Regions from separate parts of the Gossypium raimondii genome. Here region 2 is linked to region 1. A link is a contact called in public Hi-C data. All regions are on one chromosome and are shown on one strand. Each heading gives the region's core, a stretch centred on a gene start, on an enhancer-like site or on the middle of the called end of the contact. The rest is flanking DNA. Distances are from core to core; before and after follow the strand shown.

Evidence for each region. A called contact is a pair of places that touch in the nucleus more often than the background predicts.
Region 2: a contact with region 1 is called in a Hi-C map of leaf, with 2.6 times the contacts expected there. The contact joins the promoter of LOC105773430 here to the enhancer-like site in region 1. A contact is called at or near these places in 2 of 2 Hi-C or Micro-C datasets (both in leaf).

Annotation. Positions count from the first base shown.
Region 1 is chr6:27,789,366-27,794,605 of ASM2569854v1, forward strand. LOC105773531 reads left to right here. Exons shown (of 12, transcript XM_012595512.2): 7 at 1,751-1,801; 8 at 2,371-2,459; 9 at 2,547-2,607; 10 at 2,686-2,763; 11 at 2,935-3,045; 12 at 3,618-3,913. The coding sequence ends at 3,743. Among protein-coding and RNA genes, the nearest start is that of LOC105773531, 14 kb to the left of the region's middle. Within about 2 kb of position 3,651, the one cell type or tissue checked has open chromatin away from gene starts, as enhancers often do. A contact at or near this core is called in leaf, where this site is marked.
Region 2 is chr6:27,882,487-27,887,669 of ASM2569854v1, forward strand. LOC105773430 (FT-interacting protein 3) reads left to right here and starts at 2,254. Exons shown (of 2, transcript XM_052632204.1): 1 at 2,254-2,494; 2 at 3,066-5,183. The coding sequence starts at 3,073.

The sequences.
Region 1 (5,240 bases), core at 2,401-4,900:
ATTAAATATGATAAATGTTTAATATTTTCTTTTTCTTTTTACTTTGTTATTAGTTAATATAACATTCTTAGAAAATTCGTAAATAAATGTAAGAATAATTAATGATTATAAAAATTGTGTTCTCATATCATATTAATAAAAGTTCATAAGTGTTAGAAAACACTCTAAAAATCATCAAAAGTAACTTATTATAATTATTATGTTTTACAATAAGTTGTGCGAATTTAAAAAAAATTCACGACCGCGATACCCGCAGTGACCGCAAAAGTATCCGTTATGTCCGCAACCGCAATTTAAATCCATGCTCTATATCTAGGGAATATGGTCCTAGGTCTTTGATCTCAAACTCCATAGCAAGTACTTTCAAGTAGCCTATTTCTTCAGTATAATACCGTAACATAAACAATGAGAATAGCAACTTTCGCATTAGGAGAGAATTTTGTGAATAGGGTATGATCAGCTTGACCTTAGTTATACTCATAATTCTTGATTACCTTTGTAAACTTGTCAAACCATGTTTAGGAGATGCTTGAGACTATAGAGACTTTCGAAGTTAATAGACCTTGTTTTCTTTAGCTCATGTCTGAAAGCTTGGTGGTATTTCCATATACACTTTTCCCTAGTCATTGTTGAGAAAAGCATTTTTTAGAGCTGTTTTTCTGCACTTGGGCGCTGGAAGCCATGGGGAAATTACCTATTTGAGCAATAGAGCATGTTCAGTAGCCATTCCAAAGGCTAGGTTGTGTTTTGTCATAGAAGAAGTTTTCAAGCTCTATTACCATGTTGGATTTCAAAGATGAAAACAATTGAGAGATGAATAATTTAGAGTGGAAAACTGTTAGTTTTTCTTATTTCATAAACATGAAGTTGCTAGAATTTATAGGAGAAACACGACAACATGTTTGCCATTGCTTACTCCTTAATTCCAGTACTAATCAAATCCCTCAAATTAAATCCTGAAATAAAAGAAAAATAAAACAAGAGAGATTCTAGGGAAAAACCCACCTAATCCCTTTATTCAAAGTAGAGAAACTAATCCCTAAGTGTGGGGATAAATTTTGGAATTCTACACTTCTATATATACTAGGACACTTACATTGTTTTAGAGCACGTGGTGCAAAACGAGTACTTGCATGAACTTGGGGCTTAGCCCAAATGGTTCACCAGCTCTCTTTGGAGGTCAGTTAGCATAAGTTCAGGATTTTAGTCCCAACACGAACTTGCCGTTGCTTGTGGGCTTCTTAAAGATAATTGATATGTTTCAAACAAAGAAATTCCTATGCATCATATCTAAGAAGCTTTTATTGGGTTTTGTTATAATAAATATAAAATGTTTTCTAATATTTCATTGCATAATGTGTTTTAAAGATAAAAAACTATCACATGTACATAATTAACCTCATCAATCGAAGCTCAGTGTTTCTATTTCTCACTTTTCAAGAACTTATATATTCTTAGTATTTATTCGTTTAAAGATAAATGCTGCTGCTCTTTTCAATAAGAATCTATGGGTTTAGTGTCGGACACAGATGCATCTAACAAGAGTATGTTTGATTTTTTAATAGTTTTTTTTCTTTAGAGGAGCTTTGGAGGGTTATATCCGTATATCCGTTTCTGAATATGGATTAGACATGAGCACATCAAATAAAATAAAGAGACAGAGCTATAAAGAATCTGAATGTGTCAGACTTGTTAACTTTATCTACACCTTTACCTTTTAGCTTGACTAGCAAATCTTTCTTTTTGACAGGGAGGTTTTATCTTGGATATGGGAGTGCATTTTATTGCTGGCTTGAGGATGGTACGTCTCTATTACATTATCACAGTGGCTAGATTACTGTTAGGATGCTATCTAGATGTCACATCCTCTCTAGGGTCCACTCTTAAGGAAAGTTTAGAGAGAAGGTCCGTGTTTCTGACAAGGATTATTCCTTTCTACGTAAAGCTACAGCTGCTATTTTGTATGAAAATTGTAAACATTGTGGCGAGATTTCTATATGGTCCGATAAATTAATGTTGAAGGCCAGCTGGATTATTAGCTTCAATTTCTGTTTTTCAGATTACATTTAACTCACCAGATTTGTGGTCCGACATTTTATGGTTGGCTTGACAATTTTAAGACACAAAACCAGATTTTTTCAATTAGCTCTACACTCAAGAGCACGAACACTAACATATCAGAAGAAATCAACCCCTCAACTCTTTCAATTCCTCCACCTGGTTTCCTTTCCCAATCCAACATAGATAAGAAGAAATAGAATAGTAGGAAAAGGCACCATTGAAGTTAAGCTTTGACATTATTATTCTATAAAGTTCTTTTTTATTTAGTCATCAAGAAACGTGGGATGAGTTTCCTGTTCTTGCAAGCAGATAGTTGGTTGTGAGGTGACCTCAGTTTCGGCCATAACCTCTCATATAGATAGAACTTTACCTCCGCCAGACATTATTTCTTCTAATTTGTAAGTTATTTAAGAATAAAAGTTGATTTTCTATATAGAATTTTATCTTAGAACTGAAAGGCTTAAGACTTGGATTGCTTTCCTCAGTAAGCTGGAGAATGGATGCTCTGGAGTCTTTGTGATGGTTGTATCCTCTAGTTCACCTAAGGTATCTGCTGAAGTGATACTCTTTTAAACGTTTTTGCTTGCATTTGTTATGTTTTGCTCATTTCTTTTATTGTTTTAGATAATTTGGCGAGTTGTTGGGTCAAAAGGAACCGTACAAGTTGAGCGTGGAAAAGTAGATGGAAAGCATGGTTACTTGGTAAAAATGGAAACTAACTTCATTTTATTGTAATTATGATTAATTAGATTCTGAAACTTCTGTACTTCTGTTTTTCTATGATATAAGGTTTAATCATCTCTTGAAGTTCCTTCTGATTAGTGTGTGACATATGACATCCTTCTTTTGAAATCTTATTATATGCCATCTCAGGTTTCACTATACAGTGCAGATGGGCAATGCAAAAGCACTTTCCATCCATTCTGTGGAGTGCACGAAGAATTAAAAATTTTTATACATGACATTGTGCAAGCAAACCTGAAGGTTGGTTAATGTAATATTTTGGCTGTTGCATCATTCATTCCACCATCTGTTGGCTGGTTTATGTTGCTATAAAGGATGGTCAGTATCTATGTCCCAAGAAAGTACAATTGGGTCATTTACCAGGCAGTAGTGTTTATTTATAAACGTTTCATTATTCTCATAAAACTAAGTTTTTCTATTAGATGATAGCCTATACTAGCATTGGATGAACCTATGAGTTGATTCAATTTGACAGCAGTTTAATACAGATTCCCACATATCTTTACATGGTTCTTGTGATTTCTCTTTCCCAGAACAGTTCTGATACTATTTTTGGGCTTGGGGAAGCAAAGGTTTGAACATGGGCTATAAGCAAAGGATAGATTCACCTGTCATTGAACAAGATACTTAAGTGCTGTTTTCCTTTTTCTTTTTTATACAACTAGACGACATATTGGGGCTTCCTGGACTGAATAGAATTATGAATGTTGAAAAGCAATGCTAAACTTGTTTGCGCTTGTACTTGGAATGCTTCAAATGAGTTTCTAATTGTCACTTCTAAGAGATACCCCTCATCCTCTGTTTTGCAGCAGGGAAATGGCTATGAAGCTGAACCACGCAGCTCTTTCGTGGAAGGTGCCAGAGACGTTGCAGTTTTGGAGGCAATGCTTGAATCCGGATCCAAGGGTGGAACCTTGGTTAATGTGAAGAAATTTTAGGATTGCGTATGACCATGACGAGTTTCCTCAGTAAGCATTGGGTTGAGACATTTTGGAAAATAGAGATGATAAAATTGAAGAAGTTAGAGAGGAAACTTGAAAGAATAAAATCTTATGCAAAACCTACAAACACATTCATTGAATAAAGGTATTTACAAATGTTTTATCCATCTCTGCTGTACATTGTGAGTTCAGGGTTTTAAACGTGTGAATCATTCCCCGCTAGGGGGCCGCCTGCATTGCATTGAAGAGGTCTGTACTTTTAGTTCCGTTACAGCTTTCGAGTGTCCCCAGTGGGGAATGAACGAGGTTTTAGAGGAATACCCATGGTCCAGTCTTCTTGAGACATGGGCCCTGCGAAATAATGTGGCTAACCTAACCAGGTCAACCATGTAGAAAGCCGATTAAACTACTTTAGGTTATTCATTCTTATTCTCATTTTTGCTATTTGATTTTGTATTATATATACACAGTTTTTTGTTTTTGAAAAGGCTGAAACTTTAATAATAATAACATTAATAATGCAAAATTGGTTTTCAAACTATACCGAGTTTTTCAGTTTGTAACTATCTTTTATTTTACCCAAAACATGATATTAGCTAATAAAAAGTAGCATGTTTTTATTGCATATCGTATACTTCGAGTAAATGAAGTAAAATTGATAGTTTAGTTGCTACTTTTAATAAAAAAACTAAGTATTTAATTGAGGAAAGTCATAATTTAAGTTAATTTTGTAATTAAGCCTAACAATAATTAGTATGATTTTCAAAACATGCTTTGCTTAAAGTTTAAAATTTAGGTATTTAATTGGGTAAAGTCATATAATTTAAGTTTACAAATCATTAATGTAAAAATATACACTACAATAAAAAAAAGTTGTATATGGAGTAGTTATATATCATTAATAATCTACCTTCATTATATAATATTAATTTTATTTATTATAAACTACCATAAAATTAGTTACAAATCATTAATTAAAGAATACAAATTACAATATCATAAGTGTATAATGAGCATTGTGCATTCCTATTTTACTTATATATAATAATTGATATATTATATGTAGTAAAATGTGTATGTATGGTATTTTATAATATAATATAATATAATATAATATTTACTAAATATAATTATGTCACATTTTAAAATAAGTTCATATTATAATTGTATCGTCCCTCGCCCATCCCATGGCTAATACGAACAACAAATGCAAACAAGATATTTTTCGGAGTAAAACCAATATTTTATTTAAGAATTTATAGAATCATAGAAAATGGATAAACTAGGTTTTAAAGTTTCAAAATATTGTTAAAATTATTTTAAAACAATTCGTGGGTATTCAGAAGTGTCCGAAACCAAATGAGCTTTAAAGGGCTCTTTTTGCACAAATAGTGCAGTGACCCAAAAAGTCACAGGGGTTGCGGTACCTAGGGCCAAAGGCACCAATACCCTAGTCCCTTTACTATTTATGGGGCATTTTTTTGATTGGGGTGC
Region 2 (5,183 bases), core at 1,004-3,503, 92 kb after region 1:
TGCCAACGTTAACTCGTCTAAGTCTCGCAACTTAGGTGGTTTCGCCAGAACAATCTCCCAACAATACTAGTTGGCTAAAAGAACATGTGACAATGAGTGCATTCCCTCCAAACACAACCAAGAGCATAAATGTGCTATGTTGTAAGGCATCATAACATATCTCCACACGCACATATACCTATACAAGAACCCATCTAATCCCTGTGGCATGCCAATTGTATCCTAACTAATCTACCAATCTCATAAGGACATTCATTTTATAATCAATTAAAAGATTCACAATTCACATAATTGGTCTCATATAACACATATACCTCCTTGATGCATAATGGCACCCAATTATCACATATACATATTCATATTGTCACCTAAATGACTCGTATTGCCATACAATGCCCCATATTATTATGTGAGTGCTTAGAAAATTATCTCGTTTCACATATAACACAAGTTATTATTATTCCTTAACTTACTTATTCATTTTATCATTAGGCGACCATGTCACCGTGACACTTTCCGGGTAATTTATGTCATGTATTTCCAAACTACCGACAGATCATTTTACATATATGTGCTTGTTAATTAATTCATTATTTCATGATTTTCATAGCATTTGAGTTCTCATTTTCACAATTCTTACTTATCACATTAGACAAAAACTTCTCTTAGCCATATCTTAATCTTATATTTTCACCATTTTGCTTTATTAAACATACTAACACGTGTGTTCATTCCAACCATCAAACTTATGCCATGACATTTATTTTCTCAAAACATAATACCAATCTTATTTTTATACAAATTAAACTAAGGTTATTAGTGTTACCATTTCTCTTTCCCATTTATCACAAGACATTAAATCATATTTTCACATATTTTAACACATAATTTATTTAATCATTTATTTCACTAATTATCATATTTCATAATCACATCATTAATGGGAAAGATAACAAATCCAATGGTACTTATCTCTTGGATATACTTATTCTCAAAACTAAGTTTTCTACACCTTAGCTCCTCCCTCATACAAGCTTGGGGGTTCAATTTCCATCATTCCTCCTTTTCTCATAAATCCAAAATATAACAAAAGTATTAGTATTCAAGCTCTCATAGCTTTCTAATAGCATCAATCATAGATATCAAAGAAAGGAATGATGGAAACATTGTTTCTTACTTCATTTGAAATTTTCTCTCTCTAGTTTCAATTTTTTTTCATTAAACACACATAAATCCTAAATTAAAAAAGGAGAGATTTATGTGGGAAATGAGTTTAGGAGGTGATTTCCTAAGTGGTTTTAGTGAAATCTTAATATGATTGATTTGAAGAAAAAGACAAGGAAATGAAGAAAAGAAGCCCCCCCATGGAAAAAGCTGGAGAGAGTCCGCTAGTAGGGGCTGACCGGGGGGTGCATTTCATCTTCTTCTTTTTCTAAAGAAAAAATATCCAAGCCAAAAGTCAAAGGTTCAAGTGAAACTATGTAAAATGTATAGTCCAAGTTTAATCTCCACGAAATATTCTCATGCAAAGACTCATATTCAATATCAATCATATAATATTTCCCCAAAAAAATAATTCTAGCAAAATGAGCAAAATACCTTTATATGTAAAATTTGCACTCCAATCCTTTTCTTTAATTTTATTCTCTCATCCATTCTATTTATATTTTATTTTCTAATTGCTATCAATTTCATTCAATCATCAAAAGTCCAATTTAAATCTTCAAATTCTGCTTCCACCCATGCCAATGTGAATAATATCCTCTTCCAAAATAGAAACACTACCTCATGAGACAATCCTTGGAGCATTTACAATAAAAATCTTAATTGAATTAGTGTAACGGGTTAATTGCATTTCAATTATGTCAATAAAACAAAATATTATCATTTTCTAAAATAAATTATATGATAAAATTTAAACTTATACCTTTTTAATTTTCATATTTATACTTACCATTCAACTAAAATTTTATTTATATTTTTATCAATTTAAAAGTTGATTTTTCATTCACGTAGTAGATTTACCACAATAATAATAATATAATAATACAGTGAAAAGAGCGAGCCAACAACACTGAGTCCGAGGTCCACCAACATCAACACAAACAAACAAAACAACCCTTCATCTCGCATGTGCCCGAACCGACAACAGTCTTCCCACGTGTAACTTTCTTTGTTTTTTCTCGAGCTTCAACCCCTACGTTTTTTATACAAACTAAAATCTCTCCTGTTAATATATCTTTTTAGTTTTCATCTTTGCTCTTCTTTTTGGTGAATTAAAAATAAATGGTGAAAATAGAAAAGGTTGATACTTGTACTTTTTATGTGTTCTTTTATTTCTTTATAGATCTTTGAGTCTCACTTCCCACACCTCCCCGTTCTTATTCTTACTAGTTTCGTATTTTTTTTCTTCAAGTTATATAAACATAAAAGATTTTCCATTTCTGCACCTTGAAGAAAGAAAGTTGGTTCTTTTTCTTGCATTCTTACAAAGGTACATCTCTTTTTCTTTTTCCTTTTAAATGACTGCTTTGATTTCAAATGTTTGTCTTTGTAGGTTTGGTTTGAGTTGTTGTTCTAACTTTGACACTATGTTTTTTCACTCTTTTAAGTCATGTAAAATTTCAATAATGCATGACAGTGATATATGGTTCATATTTTATTTCTTTTGCTTGTAGTTAACTCCTTTTTTTTCTTGTGTTTGGGATAACGGGTTTTCTTGCTTTAGATCTGTTACTGTTTCTTCTTGTATAAAACGCAGTTTTGGTTGTTTTGCTGTATATTCTGATAAATGTTTCAGTTTTAATGCTGTTTGGTAACCGGGAAAATTGTTTAAAGAGCCTTCAAGTTCGCTTCTTTGATTGTTAACTGCATTGAATGCTTCTTTACTAATGATTATTGACAAGTACGTATGAACTGTTTCGCTATTATTATACGAAGTTTTCTTCCCTTTAGCTCGGCTACCAAATGGAGCTTATAAGTTGTAAATTTGTTTATTATTATCGAAATTCTAATTTTTCTGATAACCATAGCTGCTGCTTGCACAACTGTTGAGTGTTGTTTAGAAGCAAGATGCAGAAGCCGCCGCCACAATCAGTAGACTTTGCCCTAAAGCAGACCTCACCCAACATCGGGGCCGGGGCAGTCACCGGTGATAAGCTTTCGTGCACCTATGACCTTGTGGAGCAAATGCAATACCTGTACGTTCGAGTTGTGAAGGCTAAGGATTTACCTGGAAAAGATGTCACTGGTAGCTGTGATCCTTATGTGGAGGTTAAACTTGGGAACTACAAGGGAGTAACTAAGCATTTCGAGAAGAAGAGCAATCCTGAATGGAACCAAGTATTTGGATTCTCAAAAGAAAGAATTCAAGCTTCTATTTTGGAAGTGTTTGTGAAGGACAAGGATGTTGTTGTAGATGATTTAATCGGCAGGGTTGTGTTCGATGTCAATGAAATTCCGAAGAGGGTTCCTCCCGACAGCCCATTGGCGCCACAGTGGTATAGATTGGAAGATCGAAAGGGTAATAAAGCAAAGGGAGAGCTCATGCTGGCTGTTTGGATGGGAACTCAAGCAGATGAGGCATTTCCGGATGCGTGGCATTCAGATGCTGCATCAGTTGGCCCAGATGGTGTTACAAACATTCGATCAAAAGTGTATCTTTCCCCCAAGCTTTGGTATGTGAGGGTGAATGTCATTGAAGCTCAAGACTTGGTACCTAGTGATAAAGGCAGGTTCCCTGAAGTATTTGTGAAAGCTGTTCTCGGAAATCAGGCTTTGAGAACTAGAATATCTCCGAGTAAGACCATCAATCCAATGTGGAATGAGGACTTGATGTTTGTAGTTGCTGAACCTTTCGAGGAGCCATTGTTTCTATCAGTGGAAGATAGGGTGGGATCGAACAAGGATGAAACCTTGGGGAAGTGTGTGATTCCATTACAGGTGGTTCAAAGAAGGTTAGACCATAAACCTGTAAATAGTCGGTGGCACAATCTCGAGAAACATGTGATTGTTGATGGAGAGAAAAAAGAAATGAAATTCGCCAGCCGGATTCACTTAAGGATCTGTTTAGAAGGAGGGTATCATGTTTTGGATGAATCTACACACTGCAGCAGTGATCTTAGGCCGACTGCAAAACAGCTATGGAGACCGAACATTGGAATTCTTGAACTGGGTATTCTAAGTGCCCACGGCCTGATGCCAATGAAAACAAAAGATGGACGAGGAACCACAGATGCTTATTGTGTGGCCAAGTATGGGCAGAAATGGATCCGGACAAGGACAATCGTTGACAATTTCATGCCAAGGTGGAATGAGCAGTACACTTGGGAGGTTTTCGATCCTTGTACTGTCATCACTATAGGGGTTTTTGATAATGGTCATATACACGGGGGAGCTGGAGGGGCAAAGGATGCAAGAATTGGGAAGGTAAGGGTTCGGTTATCGACACTCGAAGCCGACAGGGTCTATACGCATTCATATCCTCTACTGGTGCTACATTCTTCAGGGGTTAAAAAAACTGGTGAAGTTCAATTGGCTGTGAGGTTCACCTGCTCAACTTTGATTAACATGCTGCATATGTATTCGCATCCACTGTTGCCTAAGATGCACTACATCCACCCATTGTCTGTGATTCAGCTCGATAGCTTGAGGCACCAAGCTATGCAGATTGTCTCGGTGAGACTGAGCCGGGCTGAGCCACCATTGAGGAAGGAAGTTGTGGAGTACATGCTGGATGTTGATTCACATATGTGGAGCATGAGGAGAAGTAAAGCAAACTTTTTCCGAATTATGGGAGTTCTAAGTGGGTTGATTGCAGTTGGAAAATGGTTTGATCAACTCTGCAATTGGAGAAACCCTATTACAACCATTTTGATTCATATCCTTTTCATTATATTGGTTCTTTATCCTGAGCTAATACTTCCCACGGTTTTTCTCTACCTTTTCCTAATCGGAATCTGGAACTACCGTTGGCGGCCACTGCACCCTCCTCACATGGATACGCGTCTGTCTCATGCCGATGCAGCCCATCCAGATGAACTAGATGAAGAGTTTGATACCTTCCCCACTTCCCGCCCATCTGATATCGTCAGGATGAGATATGATCGTCTCAGAAGTATAGGAGGGAGAGTTCAGACTGTGATTGGTGATCTGGCAACACAAGGGGAAAGGTTACAGTCTCT